4 separate regions of the Zea mays genome follow, and all the other regions are linked to region 2. The links are chromatin contacts, called in public Hi-C maps. All regions are on one chromosome and are shown on one strand. Each heading gives the region's core, a stretch centred on a gene start, on an enhancer-like site or on the middle of the called end of the contact. The rest is flanking DNA. Distances are from core to core; before and after follow the strand shown. Region 1 holds the start of LOC100382300. Region 2 holds the start of LOC100280406. Region 3 holds the start of LOC100285176. Region 4 holds the start of LOC103627298 (tubulin-folding cofactor C).

The links. A called contact is a pair of places that touch in the nucleus more often than the background predicts.
Region 1: a contact with region 2 is called in a Hi-C map of ear, with 2.2 times the contacts expected there. The contact joins the promoter of LOC100382300 here to the promoter of LOC100280406 in region 2. A contact is called at or near these places in 4 of 25 Hi-C or Micro-C datasets (ear, leaf and tassel).
Region 3: a contact with region 2 is called in a Hi-C map of ear, with 2.3 times the contacts expected there. The contact joins the promoter of LOC100285176 here to the promoter of LOC100280406 in region 2. A contact is called at or near these places in 4 of 25 Hi-C or Micro-C datasets (bundle sheath, ear, leaf and 1 more).
Region 4: a Hi-C map of leaf shows a contact between it and region 2, with 7 times the contacts expected there. The contact joins the promoter of LOC103627298 here to the promoter of LOC100280406 in region 2. A contact is called at or near these places in 3 of 25 Hi-C or Micro-C datasets (ear and leaf).

Annotation. Positions count from the first base shown.
Region 1 is chr5:176,357,029-176,361,992 of Zm-B73-REFERENCE-NAM-5.0, forward strand. LOC100382300 reads right to left here and starts at 1,269. Exons shown (of 1, transcript NM_001175049.2): 1 at 1-1,269. The coding sequence starts at 1,223. LOC100192734 reads left to right here and starts at 1,367. Exons shown (of 10, transcript NM_001137933.1): 1 at 1,367-1,605; 2 at 1,998-2,042; 3 at 2,173-2,252; 4 at 2,347-2,421; 5 at 3,007-3,110; 6 at 3,193-3,349; 7 at 3,481-3,568; 8 at 4,030-4,102; 9 at 4,175-4,305; 10 at 4,699-4,964. The coding sequence starts at 1,514. The coding sequence ends at 4,768.
Region 2 is chr5:176,660,262-176,665,703 of Zm-B73-REFERENCE-NAM-5.0, forward strand. LOC100280406 reads right to left here and starts at 1,406. Exons shown (of 6, transcript NM_001361069.1): 1 at 1,105-1,406; 2 at 796-1,007; 3 at 378-695; 4 at 230-304. The coding sequence starts at 1,306.
Region 3 is chr5:177,116,811-177,122,030 of Zm-B73-REFERENCE-NAM-5.0, forward strand. LOC100285176 reads left to right here and starts at 3,339. Exons shown (of 10, transcript NM_001158070.2): 1 at 3,339-3,484; 2 at 4,219-4,382. The coding sequence starts at 4,248. It overlaps LOC100277072, which reads right to left and starts at 3,210. Exons shown (of 5, transcript NM_001150739.2): 1 at 2,927-3,210; 2 at 1,975-2,044; 3 at 1,650-1,843; 4 at 1,385-1,557; 5 at 672-927. The coding sequence starts at 3,160. The coding sequence ends at 858.
Region 4 is chr5:177,075,361-177,080,524 of Zm-B73-REFERENCE-NAM-5.0, forward strand. It overlaps LOC103627298 (tubulin-folding cofactor C), which reads left to right and starts at 1,706. Exons shown (of 1, transcript XM_008647593.3): 1 at 1,706-3,139. The coding sequence starts at 1,793. The coding sequence ends at 2,842.

The sequences.
Region 1 (4,964 bases), core at 19-2,518, 300 kb before region 2:
AGCATCTCCTCAAAAATAGCAAGTGACTGCTTTCCGAGGCCATTATGTGAGAACCCCGTGACCATTGAGTTCCAAGAGATAAAGTCCCTCTCAGGCATCCAGTCAAATACTGCCATCGCAGCCATCATGTCTCCACACTTAGAGTACATGTCAACGAGTGCATTGTGGATGAAAATGTTGAAAGGGACAGAGCCAATGTTCCGGCGTAAGATGAAGCAGTGCAATTCCTTCCCACGTGTGACAAGTCCAAGTTTGGCACATGCACCCAAAGCTGACACCAAGACAAAAGGCGTTGGTGATACTCCCTTGGCCAGCATCTGTTCGAAAAGCTCAAGAGCGGTGTCCTCCTCTCCATTCTGCTCATGCCCAGATATCAGCGCTGTCCATGCAATCCTATCCTTATCTGGCATCATATCGAACACCTGCACTGCCTCATGGAGCTTCTTCACTTGGCAGTACCCAGAAATCATCGACGTCCAAGTGACATTGTCTCGGATGCTGACCTGATCGAACAAATGCCTCGCATCTTCCACCCTCCGAGCCTTGCTGTAGGCGTTCAACATGGCATTGGCCATGATGACGGTGAACTCCATCCCTGATACCACTACCGCACCGTGCATTTCCCGCAGCGGCCTCGCAGCTCCGATTCCCGCACATGCAGTCGCCACGCTGACCACCGTGAACCGATCCATGGCTAAACCTGGCCCCAAGAACCTGTCCCTGGCCAGCCGGGCAACGACGCGGAGCGCCTCCACCTGCCGGCCGTGGTGCGCAAGGGACGACATGAGGGTGTTGTAGGAGACGAGGTTGCGTGAGTCGGCCGGCATTGTGTCGAACAGGCGGAAGGCGTCGGGGAGGGTGTCCGGCCTGCGCAAGAGCGCAGCGAGAAGCGTGTTGTAGGAGTGCGCGTTCTTGTGTGGAAGGTCGTAGAAGGCCTTGACGGCAGCGGCCGGCGACGGGAGCGAGGAGTAGAGCGCGACGAGACGATTTGATAGGAGCGTATGGCTGGTGAGCGCCGTCTTGACGAGGTGCGCGTGCACCGCGCGGCCGAGATGGAGCACGTCCCCCATTGAGATGGCCCGTTCCAGGAGAGGAATCAACTCCGGGATGGCGAGGGCGCTTCCGCCGCCGGCGGTTGGAGGAGGTGCTGGGAGGCATGGCGGCGGGTGGACAGCGAGCGGCGGGAGAAGGCGGCGCATGCGTTCCCGACTCGACGGCAGCATATGCGCTCACAGACGCTGAAGCTATTTACTGGGCCGTGTATGATAGCGGGCCTTTGGGCCAATCAAGCGGGCCAAGTGGGTATGTGAAGGCGAACAAGCTCAGCAGCGTTCGAGTTGTTGCGAATTGCAATTGCAGAACGGAATTCCATTCCAGAACCATCCTTCGCTCGCCCCCGCCGCCGCGCTGCCGCGGCCATATACGGCGAAAGCCCTATTCGTGCCCGCGGCCGTGGATAGATAGGTCAGTGACGATTGAGAAACCCGTAGTCGGAGCAGAGGAGGGGTAGAGGATGGTGTTCGGTCAGGTGGTGATCGGCCCGCCGGGCTCCGGCAAGACCACCTACTGCAACGGCATGTCGCAGTTCCTCTCCCTCCTCGGCAGGTAAGTACGCCGTTTAGTTCCTCACCGTTGCTTTGGCTGCCCCTCAAGCTGCTCTAGTTAAGTCGAACACGCTTGACCTTGATTTGACCCGCTGCGTGATGCCGTGATTCGATTAGTAGTTGCTTCGGTTGCCCCTCACAAGCTGATCTAGGACTCTAGGTAAGTGGAATACGCTTGACCTTGACTTGACCCGCTGCGTGATTCGATTAGGGTAAGTGGAATACCTTCCTCTGCTAAGGTTGATCGAGAATGTTAGCTGATACCATATTGCTTGTAGCAGAAGTTGTGCCGAGAGTTTAAACTTCACCCTTGGCTTTGTTTTGGTTGGACTAAAGCTGAAGTTGATAATTTGCTCACACGGATGGCTTCTTTATGTGTTTTCCTTGTGGCAGGAAAGTTGCGGTTGTCAATTTGGACCCTGCAAATGACGCATTGCCGTATCCTTGACTCTTTGAGCACCACATTTTTTCCTCTGTACTCACTCTCTCCCTATCAAAAAAAAAAACGTACTCTCTCCTTGATGTTCTCTTGTCACAATTGAACTTTTTCCTTGATTGTAATAAATAGATATGAGTGTGCCATAAACATCGAGGACCTCATAAAACTCAGTGATGTCATGTCTGAGCATTCGCTTGGCCCTAATGGAGGTTGCTCCTGGTCCTCCATTGATATTCAGTAACCTACTTGCTTTTGTTCTAATAATATGACTTTCTTTCTCTGTGGTGTTAAAACCTGTGTCAGGGCTTGTGTATTGCATGGATTACTTGGAGAAGAATATTGATTGGCTTGAAGAAAAACTGAAGCCTTTTATTGAAGGTGAGTAACGATTACCTCTCTGAAGTATGCACATATCTGCAGTGGCAATATCTGTAACAATGGTCATATCCCAAAAGGGCAGAGCATCTGATGGGAAAATTATAAATTGCTAATAAATGACAGACCCAGTGTTGTGGCTCCCGTATGAGTGGGGTCTAGGGAAGGAATAACTGAGGCAAGCTTTACCCCTGCAGTTTTGCAGAGACGCTAAGTCAATCCCGAGACCTTTGGCTCAGTTGGAAGGCTTCTCACTTCTGTGCTAGGCCTGTCCTTCAAATTGCTAATATCGATAAATTTGTTATTTTACACAGGTCTTTCTATGTGCTTGGACAGAACCAATTATATACTAGTAGACTAATCATCCAACTGGAATTAGAATTAGCTTTTTATAAACCCTATTCTGTTATCCTGAGGATTGCACCTCAGTTTGTTTAAAAGTATTTCTGCTGTTTCTTGTGCTATTTCATAGTGTTCAAAGTTATAGACTCGTAGTAGGCAAGCACTGAACATTGTAAACAGTCATACTGCTCAAATTGTACTTCTTTCACCTGTTATTATTGACAGCCAAACTTAACATTTCTGCAGATCACTATCTGTTATTTGATTTTCCTGGTCAAGTGGAATTGTTCTTCCTTCACTCAAATGCCAGAAGTGTTATTAATAAACTCATCAAAAAGATGGACTTGAGGGTAGAGTGTGCTCTTTGTCCTATTTATATCATTCTAATGCTAATGAACTAGATTGTTCAATGTTTTTTCCTGTATTCTACAGCTTACTGCTGTTCACCTTATTGATGCCCATTTATGCTGTGATCCTGGAAAGTATGTCAGTGCTTTGCTTCTTTCACTATCAACGATGCTACACTTGGAATTGCCACATATCAATGTCTTGTCAAAGATTGACCTCATTGAGAACTATGGAAATTTAGGTATTTGGAACCTTCAATCTTCCTGTCATTTGAGCATTTATTGTTCATGGAATTGGATGTTCACACCATATTCTATTGATCAATACTCCTATGTATTTACTGTAGTATCTATTCATCTTCTTGATTGGCAGCATTCAACCTTGACTTCTACACTGATGTCCAAGATCTTTCTTATTTGCAATATCATCTTGAGCAGGATCCCCGCTCAGCCAAGTACAGGTGAATTTCTGAACACAATCGTTACAGCAACAGCTAGGAGTATGTGTACTTTGCTCAAAATTTGAACTTGATGAATTTACATGAATTGTTAATATGTTTCCAATTCACTTGACCAAATACTGAACCAAACGCAGACATGCAGTGCCCACTTTCTAGTTTCTTGCTCCCTTGTGAGTTCAGGTTTATCTGCAACGTACCTAGATAAAAATCTTGCATACTTGCAGTAACCCTGTTCCACAGGAGATTTACTGAGTTTAATTTGAGGAAAGGCGGAAATCTAGAACTGGGTGAGGATATGTGAGCAAATGTGGAAATCTAGGTTGCTAGTGGATAATTCTTCACTCATTGCAGTGATGTATGTCAATGTAGTTGGTCATATGCTAAGATTTCTATTATCCGCTTTCAATGTGAAACCTTTATAGTGCCCCATTTATAACCTTTTTTAGTGAACCTGCTAACAGGAAACTGACTAAGGAGCTCTGTGATGTGATTGATGATTTTGGTTTAGTCAATTTTTCAACTTTGGACATCCAGGTCTGTATTTGAAAGACTATTAAAATCTAATTTCTCATTGTCTTAGTTCTTACAAGCTTTTGTGGCCTCTAGGACAAGGAAAGTGTTGGCAATCTTGTGAAGCTGATTGACAAGAGCAACGGATATATATTTTCTTCTATTGACAGTAGTGCTGTTGAGTTCAGCAAAATTGCAGCGGCGCCTCTTGATTGGGACTACTACAGATATCCTATACTTGTTCTTTAATAATTTTTGCGAAGAAGTCTTTTGCCGCCTGTAATTTTTATGTTATCTTCAATGTCCCAGATGCACACTATCAAACCACTTGCATTCACAGGTATAATATACTGACAATATGGAGTAAGCATTAGACTTTCTTTGCAGATGATGCATCTGCATGCCATTAAATTTTGCAGCAAGCATGTGGTGAATAGATCGCAAGCCAAACCACGCGAAATTGCAGCCAAGTATGTTGTTTTATCACCAGCTTACTATTGCTAAGTCGAGTTGTGAAATCTGGAGTAATATTTCTCTGTTACGTATGTGGTATGCCTTAGAATATATGCTGTTGCACCAATATCTTGCAAATTGTCTTTCTTTCCTTGACGTGTGGATACAACAGCGGAAGTGCAGGAGAAGTACATGAAAGATGATGAGTTTGCGCAACTGACAAGCAGGATGCAATGAGGCTGGCGGTGCCGTCCCGCACCCCCACTTTGGTAGCACTACGGGTGAACCACGACAGTGTGGCACGTTGAACTTCGGTTGCCAGAACGATGTGAAACCTGTCTAAATTCATGTAGCTCAGTTGTAGGTGTTTACTGAAGCTGATTGCTGTAGTTGCCTGATCTTCTGGGAGTACCCTTTGGGCAGTAAAAAAATG
Region 2 (5,442 bases), core at 156-2,655:
GATAAAATCAACAAAAGTCATAAATATAGAGGATAAAAGTTCAAAAAAAGTATTTGTCGTTTCAGGGAAATCACTGTTGCCACTTGCCACCATCAGTTATAACACCCACCATAATTTCTGTACATATCCTTTTCATGAGGCTCATAATTCCAAACAAATTGCAGATGACTGGGCTATAGAGACAACAATAACATGCAAGAACTGATTGAAGATAACAGTGTGAAATTACCTGCTCAAAGTTGCTCCAAACATTGCAATTGGGGCCACGACCATCCCGTACAACCCTTATATCAATATCTGCACCCTGAAAAGCCTTTATCAGAAAGACATAGAGACTAACAAAATTAAAAAGTATATTTATTCGCAGAAACACAAACCATCGTCATAGCTCCAAAATGTGCAGCTGCAACCAAAATGCTCCCGGTCCCAACAAAAGGGTCATAGACAAGCTTCCCAGGCGAGGCCAGACCCTGATTGGCCATGAGGAAAGCCATTTCAGCATCCATTGCAGTGGGGCCAATGTACTTCCTACTCTTGAGCTGGTATGTTGGCAGGAGATGCCTATCAGCTGCTCCAACCTCCCGGCCAAAGAATATCGACCTCTTGACAACCGGTGGGAGACCATTGTTCGACCCATAGTCATCGGTCTCCATGACAAAGAATCTGTGATCAGGCTTCTTCAAATTAACACGTCCCTGAAAGGAAACAAAAAGGTGAAGCCTGGTTAGGCGACTGATACCATTCAGCATCCACAAGATCAGCACCAATAGAAATGGAGAAAATAATGTCATCAACCTTGAATGGTATGTAAGTGAGGCTCTGTATGATCTCGTTCTGCTCTTGGGAGCTGATCACCTTGCCGAAGCTGTCGATAACGATCTTGAAGCTGCTTTCCGGGACCAGGAACGGAAGCTTCCTCTCGTCGGGGTACTCCCTGACCGACTTCTCCAGCTCCTCGTAGGTAGTGCCATAGCCCCAGAGCTCGTAGACCCCCTTCACCAACAAGCCTACCCCGCACGACGGCAGTGAATCACGCAGAGGAATCAATAAACGGGAACATGAGGAGAAGACTGGAAAGTATAAAGGACTTGAGCCCGCGCTTACTGCGGTTGGCGACCTGAGCGGCGAGGCGCTCGTCTCCAGGGAGGCGAACGAGGTGGAAGGGGGAGTCTACGTGGTGGTTCTCCGGCATGCGCCACTCGACGGATTCACGGGCGCCTGGGCCGGCAAAGAGCTCGGCGAGGGACTCCACCTCCGGTCGCCGGTAGTCCAGGAGCCTGTGGTAGAAGACGCATAGATACCACATCTCTCTTGTGCTGCTTTTCTCCGGTCACTTACTATTCCAGCGGGAGGACGAACCCTGGGGCGCTGTCGTGGTTGGGCGTCTCCAGCGGCGGCGGCGGGAGGGAATCAAACGAAGAAACGGAAAGATTGCAAGGAGAAAGACCTACCTAGTACCCCGGACAACGGCGCCTGCAATGTGGGCCCGCTAAGGTGTCCGCGTGTTTCCATGGGCTGGGCCTGCGCAGGAGCACGGGCCGATAAGTTCTCTTCGAGTTCGTAGCAAAAATAATGGGCCACACTTCTGTGCAACTCCATCATTTTCTCGTTACCAGTGGAAGTATACACGTGGCATAATAAAGAATAGTATATATAAGATGTTTATATATATCTATATAATATTAAATTTATTGATATATTGGTTTTTCAACGTAACAAGTTATGCTAATTGTTTAAAGTCTTCTATATAACCATTACAAAACTTATCAATCAAAAAGATATAAGACCAATTTGTCGCACCGGATTTAAGGATAAAGCCGGGTGCATCTCATATATGCGTCAAAGAAGAACAACACATATAACAACAGAATATATAGAGATAAATGTCACAATATCATAAAAGTAATTATTACATAGTGGAAGTCTCATGAAAATAAAAGATAAACATAAAGCGAACTAAGGTTCATCCTTGGCGCCATAAAGTCGACTCAGAGACGCCACCTAGATCAAGTCGAACTCCTCGTTGTGCGGCTCCTCCTGGGCCACCTGTTCTTCTCCTGTGGGAGTTGTTGGAACTTGTTCTCCCGAGCAAGTTTGATCCAACGGGGGAGTAGAAGTAATGCAGACAAGGTTTTGCTCAAGAGGGCGATTGCTTTCTTGATCTCCCCTTACAAGGGCACTGTGCGGGGGTATTTATAGGTGCTCGAATGCCTAGCGCCTCGGGTTAAGTACGCATGTGCCCTCAAGCGCCCAGGTTATCCCCGGAATATTCCCATTAAAGTAGGGTTACAGACTGTAATTACAGAGAAGCCTTTACAAATCAGGCCCGTAATGCTCCGCGGCCACGCAGGGCCTGTTATAATGGGCCAGATTGCACGTGGGCTTTCGTGTTGGACGACGCCGCGGGATGGGACGACCTCGCCAGAAGCCTTTGTTCCTCGGTCGCATTGGACGAAGGGTGGAGTCTGCCAGTCGTCTTGTCTCCGTTGGTGCAGCGAGACTGGCGAAGGCATCGAGCGAAGGGGTCTGTCGGTTGTCTTTTCTCCGTTGGTGCAGCGAGACTGGCGAAGGCATCGAGCGAAGGGTGGCGTCTTCGCCTTCGCCCCAACATTTGCCCTCCGAGGGACCAGTTCGACTAAGTCATCTAGTGCCGAAGGCGTCGCTAGATGGTGGAGACGCTGCCCTCGCTCGAAGTGGTTCCGCGGGGGTTTTTGACATGACCGTTGATTGACGGCGTACTGTTGGATTGCGGGTTTCCCTAAGCGTCGCGCCCTGTGTATAAAAGGGGGTGGGGGCGGCGCAGGTTGAAATTTACCCTTCCGCGCACCGCGAAAACCCTAACCTCCTTTTCAAACTGCTCGCTTGCTCGTGTGCCCTCCTTGCTCCTGTTCGTCGGAGATCTGGCCCGCGTGAAGCAGACCGCACGCCACCGTCGACGGTACGTAGCCATGCCATCTTCCTCCTCGTCTGCTGCGACCACACCGACGGCCGAGGCGTCGTCCGAAGATACCTCGGGCACTGTGGCGGCGGCAGAGTTACGGCCGGGTGATACGGTGGAATTTGGTGTTTCGCGGACGGCGGATGTCGTCGGTCTGCGTGCAAGATATGCAACAGTTGGGGTATTTTGGCGGCGGGGTTGGGCGCGTCCCGGGGGCAGAGGAGGTTCCCAAGCCCGAGGGCGAATTGGTTGTTTTCGAGGCATTTTTCATCACCGGCCTTCGCTTGCCTGCGCACCGTTTTGTGTCGGAGGTTCTGCAGAAGTTCGAAGTCCAGGTTCACCAACTGACACCAAACGCTGTGGTGGCGTTGGCGAAGTATGTCTGGGCAACGACATCGTATGGCGGTCAGCCTTCGGTGGAGGTCTTCGCTAAGCATTACTGTCTGCACTGGCAGGAGAGAAAAATTGGACATGAGATTGCTCAATTCGGATCATGCACTTTCACGCCGAAGTCCGGGAAGACTTCGATGGAAGTCGTGGAGTTGGTCCCCTGTGCCCAAAATAAGTGGGCAACTGGTGGAATTACTGGTTCTATGTTTCAGAGGCCGAAGTCAAAGACCGCCCAGGGCTCCCTGCAGCCATTATGTGCTCTCATTATTATGTGGCGTACCCGCCATTTGAAGTAGCAGAGGATGATGAGAATGAAGTGGCCCTTCGGATCGCTGCCCGTACGAGTAGTGGGCGTGATCTAGTTGAGGAGTTCATAGGGTATGGGGTGTGGCCCTTGGCGCATGGATGGGCGTTGGGCGAAGTATGCCCTCGCGTGATGCCCTCCCTGGGTGGGCGGAAAGTGCGAAGTCCACTTTTTTGCTTTGGATGTGCGGGGGCGGGATCTTGCCGCGGTTGTGCGTGAAGCGGAGGATGGGGCGATGCGAATTGTGGGGCGCTACGTGCCGAAGACGGAGGCCTTGCGGAGCTGGGATATACGCAGATCCAACGACCGCCTGAATAGGGTCTTCGAGTTGAATCGTTTACCGTATGGTGGGTATCCCGGGGAAGACGTTGTCGACCCCCGTGGGAAAAGACCAGCGGCTGTGGCTGAAGAAGACCCCGCGCCGGAGGCCGCCCCAGCCACTAAGAAAAGGAAGCTAGGTACTGCGGTGGGGGAGTTGGGGGTCTCCGATAGATTTGCTATGGAGTTGATGGGGACATGCGTGGCCCCCGGGGGAAGGATGTCTTCGCCCGAACCCCGGGAGTCTTCGGCGCGGATGCTGGAGGTTACTGGGGGTCGATGGCCCAAGAACGTTCCTATCCCCCGCGTGGCTGGCGAAGACTTCTTTACGTCTTGCATGGCTCGTGACTTGAGAGTGTTTCCTTACGGACGGAATATTGCTGTTGTTGTGTCGGCAGTGATGAACAAGGACCGTCGAGATGCTACGCAGAAGCGCCGGCCGGTCGTCAGGATGGTCGACCCCGTGCGCGAGGCAAAGAGGGCGCGAGGAAGCGCGAAGGCTGCGGCCTGCGGCAGCGGCAAGCTGGTGCCGGCTATGAAAGCGGGTGCGTCCGGGGGCAGCAAGGCGTCGACAGGCGAGAAGGCTGCAGCCGCTAGCGAAACCAAGCCTCTCCCGGGCGGTCCGTCGCCAGCGGAACGTGTTGCTGACTTTGGCACAAATATCAGTGTCGAGGACTACTTGGGCGGTAAGTCTTCTTTTTTTTTGACCGGAGACATGTTGCAGGGTCGGGCGAGGGGCACTTGGTTGTTGTCCCGCCTTCGCTAGCAGCCACCTCGCCATCAGCGGTGGTAAAGTCGAAGGGGGTCATGCAGGACCCTTGGGCCGCCTTCTGCGCGAGCGGCGAGATTCTGATAGCCGCTGCCGCTAGGGACGTGGCGGGCACCATGTCCCAGCGGCTGAGGGAAGTGTCTCAGCAGTTGTCGCAGCAGCTGACGCAGCAGCTGAAGCAAGTAAGTTGCGCTGGACTTCGATGTTTGCTGTGTTTTGGTTCATGCATCTGTCTCATGAAGGTTTGACTTGTATTTTTGCTAGGCGGCCGACTTTGCCGATCGTGTTGCGTCGGGCGTCCTGACCGCGGACGTCGCCGCCGAAGTCGAAAATCTTCGGGCGCAGCACGCGGATACTGTCCGGGATAAGTCAGCCGCGAAGAGCAAGAGCTGCAGGCTGGCGGAGAAGGTGGCCGCCCTGGAGGCTGAGAGGACTGACCTCCGACGCCAGCTGGCGGAGGAGAGGAGGGAGGCTAACCAGGCCGTCGCCGAAGCGCAGGCTGCGCGAGCGGAGGCTAAGGCGGCGCTGGCAAAGGGTAGCCTCGCTAGCCAACGCGCCGAGGAATGAGAGGCGAGGTTCGACGCCCTACGCAGCCGCGTGGACAAGGCGGAGACCTCGGTGCGCTCAGAAATCGTGCGGACGCATGCGTAGCTCGTGGAGGCATACCACGAACTGGGTGCGCGGACTGCAGATTTTGAAGTGCCCGACCACGAGGCCAGCCTT
Region 3 (5,220 bases), core at 2,089-4,588, 460 kb after region 2:
TTTCAAGATAATTCTATAGGCATAAATAAGCTGACCTATTATAGTATATAAGCGAGAAGGTGATGAAAAATGCATATGATGAAATAAGTTTTACACGATGAAGCTTATCTAAACTATTTCCAACACAGGAGTCTTAGAAATTAACACATAGAACTCTCAGGTCATCTCAAACAGTAAATAGTAAGTACTCTAAAGACTAGTATGGGAAGTCCATTTTTCTAAAGAATTTCTATTTTCTCAAAGAAAAAAGAATTAATTTTCTTTGAAAAATAGAAAATGGGTTTCCGAGCTAGTCCTAAAAGATGACAAATATGGAGAAGAGAAAGACCATAGCAAGCAAGCAGCTTTGAACATCGCGCTTAAAAAAAGGACGCTTCATGAAATATGTAGGACTATCTCTAGAGTCCATACTAATCTCTTACTTTTTATACTATTCATTAGCACATTTAAAATTAATTAATTCAACTAACTTGAAGCTCGAAAATTGGAGACGCCCGAGCGGCCTTGTTCATCTTTCGGAATTATGGGCAGTAGGTATTTTGTCTTTAAGGCAGCAGATCGGATCGCGTTGCCGTGCGTGGGGATACCACCGAAACAAAGCAACGCGTGCTTCTATAGTTCTCTCTCACGCCCGGCACCGTCCTCACTCCTCAGTCCTCACCATTTGAGTATATATGAATAGGCCATAGAGGTAATGCTAAACAACAACGTTCAGACAGCAGCTAGGGACATCAGAGTGCAGACACGCATTATCACTACTATTTTACATCACCATAATCTCGCAAAAATCTACACATCAGGCTACAAGAGATGAAGAGAACCCATCAGCAATCAGTTGAGCACAGAATTTCACGACTTCATACAGTCAAGGAAGCACCGTTATCGTCCAGTGAAAGGCTTAGTATCATTGTAGCTGCCTTGGGTGCCCTGAAAAAAAAAACAGCAACATCCACCCATTAATCAGGTAACTGATCATAGCGCCAAATGTTCATCGTATTCGATGTCTAAACAACATAATACTGATTGTTTGCCACACAAAGCTAATGCTTTGCCATAGCAAAGTATGTCACAACCCTATGCATTATATGCCCATTAATTAGTAAACGCCTAATGCTTATAGCAATGAAATCATCCTGGTCAGAACTATCTTGGGAGGATGATTCAGTAAGGTGATTTATGTGTTAATTGACCATGCTAAAGTGTTAGCATCAGTTATGTAATCATAGTGTCCCATCCCTGAGTGTCCGTCGGTTTAGATTTTATTTCCAGCTGAGTCAATGAACAGTTAATAGCGCCATAGCTGGATGCTGTGTTTATAATCTATATGTGCAGTAAAACAACATAAGGTAAATAGGTCAAACAAACACAAGGCAATGAAGTTTACCATGTTTCAGTTGTTTGATATAATGCGGCAGAGCTTCCAAAGCATGAATTAAGCATGTCAGTATTCACAACACCAGGGCTAAGAGCAATGGCTGCCAATCCAGGAGGTAGCTCTTTAGCTAACGAGCGTGTCAAGCCCTCAATCGCCCACTTCGAAGCACAATATGGAGCAACCTGAAATGACAATGTGCAATTTAGTATGCATTGAGGATTTTGATTCATCAGAAAGAAACAACTATAATGCATTTGATGGTTTTCTGTATGACCTCTGCAGCAGCAGATCTTCCCCAACCAGAGGATAGATTGATTATAATCCCATGTCTCTTCTCTATCATAAGTGGTACAAAATGGCGAAGCACATTTGCTGTTCCCTTGATATTTGTATCGACCACCATATCAAAATCTTCCGCTGGAACATTCCATGTCTTGTTATTCTTGTTTATCGTACCAGCGTTGTTTACTGCCAGAATACCTCAACGGTTAGAATCCAGGAAATCTTCTTTTCTCATATACTCAGAATGAGCATACAAATATGTGATTCCATAATAAACTTCATGGCTCAACTGCATGCAGACACAAAGCATAACCAACCTATAATATCTGGAACTTGCTTCTTTTCTACAACAGTCTTTGCCAGCTCGGCCACACTGCTGTCAGACCTCTGCAGCAGAAGCATAAAACAATGCTTGAGAAAATGTTTTCACATAGCAAACAATTTAAAAAAACAACAGTCAGATTATTTAAACATGTCACTGATAAAATGTAATTCTATTATCATCTCACTATTGTCCAACACTTAGCAACAACCTTATGTCATCAATGTACTATCTTTATGCATCTATGGTCAAATTTTAAAAACGTTTGGTGGGAACTCTAGACTACAATACCCCTCTCCACATCCCTAGTAAGGCCTACTTTGGGTACCCTAGTATTGAGCTCAATCCACATGTATTGAGGTGGATTGGGGTGGAACTTAAACTAATTTACACCCCAATCCACCTCAACACACGTGGATTAGGGTCAATACTAGAGTACTCAAACAAAGCCTAAGGTGGAAACCAGTTCTTCAATGTGGAGAATGCTCCAGCAACTCATGCATAAACTGTAGTCGGAGACGATAATTAACCCCCAATGGCTACTGTATGCATAACACTGCAAAAATGTAAGCATAAAGATTTCCTTGAACATCAAGTATTATCATACACAGTTACCAGCATTAACTTATGAGTTCAAGACGCATGGACACTCAGGTGATCAAGCTACCAGTCAAACAACAAAGTCTACCAATCTGTAAAATACCCATCCAAGGTTCTGAGCATAGGATGCATATACAGCAGCACTAACCTACAGCCTAGTGGGAGTAATTGAGATTTCGTTCATCAATACACTAGCAGTGGGCTTTGAAAGCATAAAGTTCAACCAAGTGCAGCGGTTGGGAAACCCAAACGAAAGTGAGCACTGAAAATGGAAATAACTAGAAAAGCAGCGCAGCAACTGCGAAGCAAAATTCCTATTAGTACTTGAACGAGCACCGGAACCTTACAACGTCGGCGACGGTGAAGAAGTGGCGCGATGGCGACGTGATCTCTTCCTCAAGGGAGCGGAGGTGCTCGGCGGAGCGGCCGCAGCCGACCACCGAGTGCCCGCGACGCGCGAGCTCGAGCGCCAGGGCCCGGCCCAGCCCCCTGCTGACCCCCGTGATGAGCACCGTCCTGGGCCCCGCCGCCGCCGCCCTCGCCGCGGCCGCCGCTCCCCCGCCAGGCTTGGGCGCCGTCATCCTCTCCACTCCTCTCGCTCGCTGCGCCGCACGATGATTCCAGTGCGTGTGGCTGCAGGCAGAGAGGGCAGCTCGTTGTTCTCAATGTTTCTTGTGAAATCGGCCCATGGAGTAAAGCCTTGATTAAAAGGGAAGATGGGCCCATAGTAAAGCCTGAGAGGAGGGTCCCGGCCCATCGACCTCACGGTCTCGACTCTCCTCGCAGGGACACGCACACGTACCCACCCACCTGTGCACACAGCGCCGTCTTCTGGAGCAGCGTCCGAAAGTGTGTGGAGAACCTGCCCGATCCCTCCCGCCGCCTCCGACCTCACCGTCGGCGGGGTAAGTAACCCTATCTCTAGCGCTAACCCCATCCTTGGTTGGCTAGTCCATAATTTGTGATCCCTCGGCTCGTTAGCCCTCCCGGATACGGTGGAGAACTATGTCCTTTCTTACTCGATCGTTAGGCTTGTTGTACTCGTAGTCCTCGGATTGGCCTGTGATGCGTTGCTGTCTCTTATCACTTGTTGGGTTCTTGTGCTCGAAAAACATGTTACTATCAGAGAGAAAGTAGGGTTGTTCCCCCCTGTAAGGGCTTAGCAATTTTGCTCCTAATTTATGCGCGGCCTGATTGAAAGGAATCCTTTTCATTTTTAACGAGCTGGACATTCTTGTCTAAAAGGAGGATATGGAACGATCGGGTTCGTGAAGTAATTCGTGTAATTACAATTGGACGAATTGTGTCATGTAGGCGCTAACTACTAAGTATTCTGTAGTTTGGGGCTTTAGCAGATTTATTGATAGAAATCAATAATTAGGTTCCCTCACAGCTTTTCTTTTAAAAATCAATAATTAGGTTGAGTGTGATAATAGGAGCCTGCAATGGCATTTTTCTCATCTCACCTTTGACATTTTGTTAATCTCACCTTCGACATTTTGCTGATCTCCTAAAGATGAATTTCATGCTGGCTGATTGTTTCATCATTTATATTTTGTTTCTCAGTTTTCAATTGCAGTTCTGTACCTCATGGTCTTCCTTGTGATTGAGTTGTCATAATTAACTCATTTATATGCAGCTCAGCTTGTTCCTGGGGTCTGATCAGCCATGTTCAAGAAACCTGTTGATGTGAAAACCATACAGCGCTTGTCTGGGGCAGACAAAAAGAAGCTAAGAAGAACTGCCAAGGGAAGGTTTCCACAGGCTTCTGATGCTGACCTTGATGCCATCCTTCCTCCCAAGGTGGTGACTTCATTTGTTTTCCCCATTTACCCTTTTCTTTTATTTACATCATCTGTGTCTGATGGAAAAATAAGTAATTTACATGTTAACTGAGTTCCATGTCCAGCCTTCCTTAACTAACAAGGACTAAAGAATTTGTTGTTGATGTTAGTGTAATATGGGACAATAACATGTAAAGTTACGCTAATGGAATTACATGCTTTTGATCCCTTGCTCACCCTCACCTCGTCTAACAGAGTAAGAAGTTAGTGGACGGTGTTTGGTTCTTTCACGTTGTCACCAGCTACCTTCTTATTTATGAAAACGAGGAATTTTCTTGCTCGCTCTAAAGAGCTGATTTGAGTCACCACCTTCCTCAGCAAGGCGAGGGCGAGTGGCAGGGGAAAGGCAATCAAGCTACCCCTACAGATCATCATTATATGACTCCCTCAGTTCCTTTTTGTTAGCCTTTTTAGCTTAAGCGCACATATTGAGGAGATTCAAATTTAAGGGGTTGGCAAACAAGAAAAGGCTGCATTAGCCCTAATCTTCCACCGCTCTGTCACTTTGTGCATTCATGGAGAAAATAAACCAGTTTTATGCTATCCATTTATTGGCTGAAGCCTTTTGAATTCCCCATCCTCTTTCTCATGGTGGGTATAGGAAGTGGAGATACAAGCTGTTGGTGACGAGGCAATGAATTGGCAGGCATGCATCATTACACGGGCACTAAAGAAGCAAGGGTAAAATAGGAAGAAAGTGGTTAAAGATTCCCTTGAAACCATACATGCCTATAAAATGAAGAAAAAACTTTCTAATCATAATACGCCTTACATAAAGAAATAAAGGAGTACATGTT
Region 4 (5,164 bases), core at 456-2,955, 420 kb after region 2:
CTATATGATGTTTGAGGTTGCTGAATTGGATGGAGCAACAATGATTTGTCACACTAACAACAAAATGAAAGGTTATTTGTTGGTTTTAAACGTTAGTAATTGCTACGAAGTAGCGTAATTTATATTGCGCGCATCCAGTTTTTATTGATGCCTAACTTTAGCAATCACTCCATATTTTGATCTATCTTTTTTATAAGTTTGACTTCATGGGACTTATTTTATAAACTTGATCTCACAAACTTTCTCTTATTTTGTCTCTGTATGATGGAATCATGTCATTTTATAATCTCTGTTCATTCAGTCAATCGTTGTGAACTCTCTTCTAATCGCTCACTTCATTGGCCATGTTGTACCAAGACATATTTGCATGGAGTAAACAATAACATCAGTTAGCCAAATCAAAAAATATATAATATAGAGAGGGGAGACAATAAATAAAAAATATTGAAATTTTTTGATGGATAGTTTATGTGGGTATTGTTGTAAGTCGTCGCAACGCACGGGCAACCGACTAGTATACTTAAAGTATCAGTTTCAACAATTATCATGCGTCATCTTTTTAAAAAATGTAAAAGCATGGTAGCAGGTGTGGTTTGAATACACACCCTGATGGAAGAAGGGTAGAAGACATTAGACAAATCTATCTAACTAATAGAACATCATTCACAGATGTTTATAATATTGAATATAAATTGTATATATGTATATATGATTTTTTTTGTAAAATAAAAAAATAATCGTGTCGGGCCGGGCCGGGCAAGCACTGTGGGTCGAGGCTACGATCCAAGCACCACACGACGCTCGTGCCGGGTTGGCCCAGACACGGCTCATTTAGCCATTTATACATCCGTACGATAATGATGGTCATCGTCTCAGTTACCACCACCTCGTTTATCATTCTACTTCTTTTATCTCTCCCTGCATGCCTTCACCTCCGCGCCACCCCATTCTCGGCAGAGGGCGTAGGAGCAGGCGCCTCCTCCCCGTATTCGTCTGACATCAGCACCGACACCGACTCGCGCAGTGATTATCTTAGTGATGAGGAGTCCAGGCCTGAGATATTGGGCAACTAAGGCTCGTAGTATGGCAGCAGTCGGCATATGCTACGGAGTTGTTGGTGGTGTTGTGTCGCTTCGGCGGATGCAGGGCTGGGAAGATACTCGCATTCTCTCGCCCTTCTCGGACTGACGTCTGGTGCGGGTGCCTCTTGGTTTGGAGCTGCTCTGGCTGGGCTTCTTTCTCCGCTTGCGTGCTCTCTCCCTATATATTTAGTGGTATACTATCTATGTCGCTTCTAGATGCCCAGGTCTTCGTCTTGTCCTTCTCCGGCAATGAATAGGTATGTCCGTCTCTTCCCTTCCCCTCCTGCTCTACGAAACCTTGGAAGTGAGGGAGACGAGGGATAGGGGTCTCTGATTTGCTGCATATGGTACTCGTGCGTTCATAAAAAATATTATACGAAGAGTGGATACAACCAATAAAAAATCTTGAATTTTTTTTGGTGGATAATTTACGTGGGTATTGTTGTGAGACTTCGCAACGCATGGGTAACCGACTAGTTATTAGTTAAAGTTTTAGTTAGACTATTTGAATGCATATAGCTAATATTAGCGTGCATTCAAAAACCCACTTATTAACGTTGGCGTTATTATGATACAAGATAATATTATTTTGTTAATTGGAATATGAAGGTACGCTTGGACCCAGCGTCACTTGCATTTGCAAGCCTACTCGACGCCTTCCTTCACTCCCCCCCAGGTCAGGCCCCAGGCGGTCCAGCGCCGCCGCCGGAATGGAGCCGGATTCCGATCAGCCAAAGGCTGCCGCCCGTGGGGGCCACCGCAAGCACCTGGCCATGCTCGAGCGCCTCTCCAAGCGCTCCTCCTCCTCGGTCGGCGCCCCACCCTCGGACTCCTCTGATGCCTCCCCCGTCGAAGCCTTCCTCTCCCGCTTCGCCGACGCCAAGCTCGCCGCGGAGTCAGCACTCTCCGCCTGCCGCTCCTCCTCCCCCGAAGACGACGCGGCCGCATCTCTGGCGGCTGCTGCGGCCGCCATCGATGACATCGATCGCCTCATCGCCGAGGCGTCCCATGCACTGCCCCCCTACGAGCTCCGCGCCGCCCTCGCCACCGCCGCCGACCTCCGCGCGGCACACAGTGTTGCCGCCTCTGAGCTCCGTCCCAAGAAGTCCTTCTCCTTCAGGAACAAGAGCAGGAATCCGAGGAACCCGCCTCAGGATCGTGTCACCGCATCACCACCGCAGCCACCTCCTCCGGAGCAGCCGAAACCTAGTCTTGACGCGATCCTACCAGGGTTCGGGTTCCGGGGCAGGAACGGCGCCACCTTCGTGAAGGATCTGCGAGTCTCCAACGACAAGGATGGGGATTTCACGCTCGCGGATTTGGTTTCCTGCGAGGTCTATCTCAAGGGCAAATGCCGGGCGCTGTACATCCATAAGCTGAGAGATTGCCGTGTGTTCGTCGGGGCTGTTCTTGGTTCTGTTCTTATAGAAGACGTAGATGGCTGCATATTTGTGATGGCAGCACACCAGATCAGGATCCATGAGGCGAGGGTGACGGATTTCTACTTGCGGGTGAGGAGCAGGCCTATCATTGAGGACTGCAGTGGTGTGAGATTTGCACCATATGTTTTGAATTATGAAGGGATTGGAGAAGATTTGAAGGACTCCGGACTTGAGGAGGAGACTGGTAATTGGGCTAATGTGGATGACTTCAAGTGGCTCAAGGCAGTGCAGTCACCAAATTGGCGGTTAGTTCCAGAGGAAGAACGGTTGCAAACTGTGAACATTTCGGAGCTTCATAAACAGGAAGATGATAGCTGACAAGGATTGCTGTCAGGTCTCATTTTGGTTTTCTTCTCTGGATTCATTAGTTTATTTGTGGTTGTGGGGATAATGTTTCGGTTGTTTAAAGTTGATTGCTTGTAATTGTACCAAGAGCTTTCTGAATTCACAATATGAAGCTTGAAACAATTTGGTGTCCTAAACAAGATTAGTTCAGTGGTTTGCATAGCCAAAATTGATAAGAGCAGAGAGTTTGGTGAGCTAGAACCATGCTTCATGTTGGGATTCTACTAAATATTTCATAGTGTTGAAACTACTTTCTTTTAGTTCCATTGATTTGGCTTCTCCAATAATTCTGGTGATTTACTATGTGCCTCAAAGCTAGCATGACCCCCCTCCGGAATGGCAGCCATTGCCGGCCACTAAGTCACGATTTCTGACAGCATTGTCTCCTTTGATAGAGGAGGATTCACTAACCAGGACAGGACGCTGCGTCTTTAGTTTGTATATTTGTTGCTCAGTTGAAGGTAGGAAGGAAGTTTTTATCCACTCTGCATGTCTGCCTTAGTTTTAAGGTAATTTTTACTAAATCTTCATACACCTTTAGTTGGTTGCGTTGGATAATAAATTTATATGAGAACTGGGAAGTATGTGGTGAGGCCTGTGGTTACAAGCGGACTATAGAATCCTTATCACCTTGGTTGCCAATTGGCTTAGATTTTGTGCTTCATAATTTCATGGTAGTACAACTTAATAGTGCCTGTTACTTGTGTACCTTACTAAACTTTGTAAGTTTCCAGTTACCCTGTGTGAGTGTGAGCAACAACAATCAACTACTCCTCCGTTCTCGAATATTTATCACTTGTTAGTTCATTTTTCGGCGGCAAATAAAAAAAAGAGGGAGTACATGCTAACTCATTAGTTTTTTTTAAATAGCTCCTTTACCTCATGCAAACTCAGTGATACTACTCATACGTGAGCCTTTCTGCACCACTTATCTACACTGTGCACCGTTCTCCAATGTCTTCAAATTGCCCTATCTGCTCCTGCTGTTGCTATAGGTGGGACAAGGCGTCTTTCAAAACAGGAGAGGTGCAAGTAATCATCGTTTTGTATTTGTTCATGCTCATTTCCTTCCGGTGCTTCTTGAAGGGTGTTTGGTTTTTATGGACTAATTTTGTCCCTCCTATTTATTCTATTTTAGTCTTTAAATTGCTAAATACAGAAACTGTATCTGTATTTTAGTTTCCGTATTTGATATTAGGGACTAAAATGGAATAAAATTGAGAGACTAAAAATTAGTCCCTAAAAACCAAACACCTCCTAAATGTAATTGCTTAATTAGATTTATTTTGCTATATTTTCAACTGATGTTTAAGTCATGAGCAGATTTATTATTTTCCTTACTGGGTACATGAGATGACATGTACGTCTGGATCTTGAGTTGATAGCAGAATGGATGATTTTTTTTTCCAATTGTGCAATCTCAAAGATTTCATCTTTAAGAACATATCTTGTGCACATAGAAGTTTATAGGGTGTTTGGTTTGAGGCATGAGTTGGTCCATCATCTTCTCATTTCTTATTTTTTTGTTTGGTTTGTGGAATGAAATGAGTTGGTCAATTAGTTAGTTAGTACTAATATGAGAAATGCAATCATCCCACCAAATTTGAGAAATGGATCCATGATGCACTACCTTATTTTGGATGGATTGATTACTCAAACCAAACACCCACTTATTGCACATGGTGCACATATTAAATCATCACCACTTATCCTAGATCTAATGTCTCTAGTTGCTTGGTATGTTTTGTTAAGGACACCCTCCAACATGGCGGGGTGTAGTGGTAGAAGGTGATATTTGTAGATTACAATGATCAAGACGTTAGATCTAAAACGGATAGTGATGATTTAATATGTGCACCATGTACACTAAGCTTTCATAAGCACTAGATATGTCCTCTTCCTCTTTATACCAACAAGACATATCATTTTAATTTGTTTCTGCATCACTCATGTGGTACTTTATACGAACAAGTGATGAAGACACATATGACTTCTCGAGTAAAATATGACTACATCAAGGGTCCGCTTTGAGCCTTTAACTTTTTTTTGGCTTGGTGATAGATGGGGTTATAGGTACATACAAAGGGATATACCTTGGTGTATGTTTTTTTGGTAGATGATATAGTGCTAGTTGATGAAAATCAAACGTAAGTAAATAAAAAACTAGAATTGTGGTAGAAGACTCTAGAGTCTAAAGATTTTAGACTCAGTATAACTAAACCGAATACATGAGATGTGACTCGACACTACTATACATGAGAAAGATAAGGGGTGGACCTAGACAAAAACTAAGCT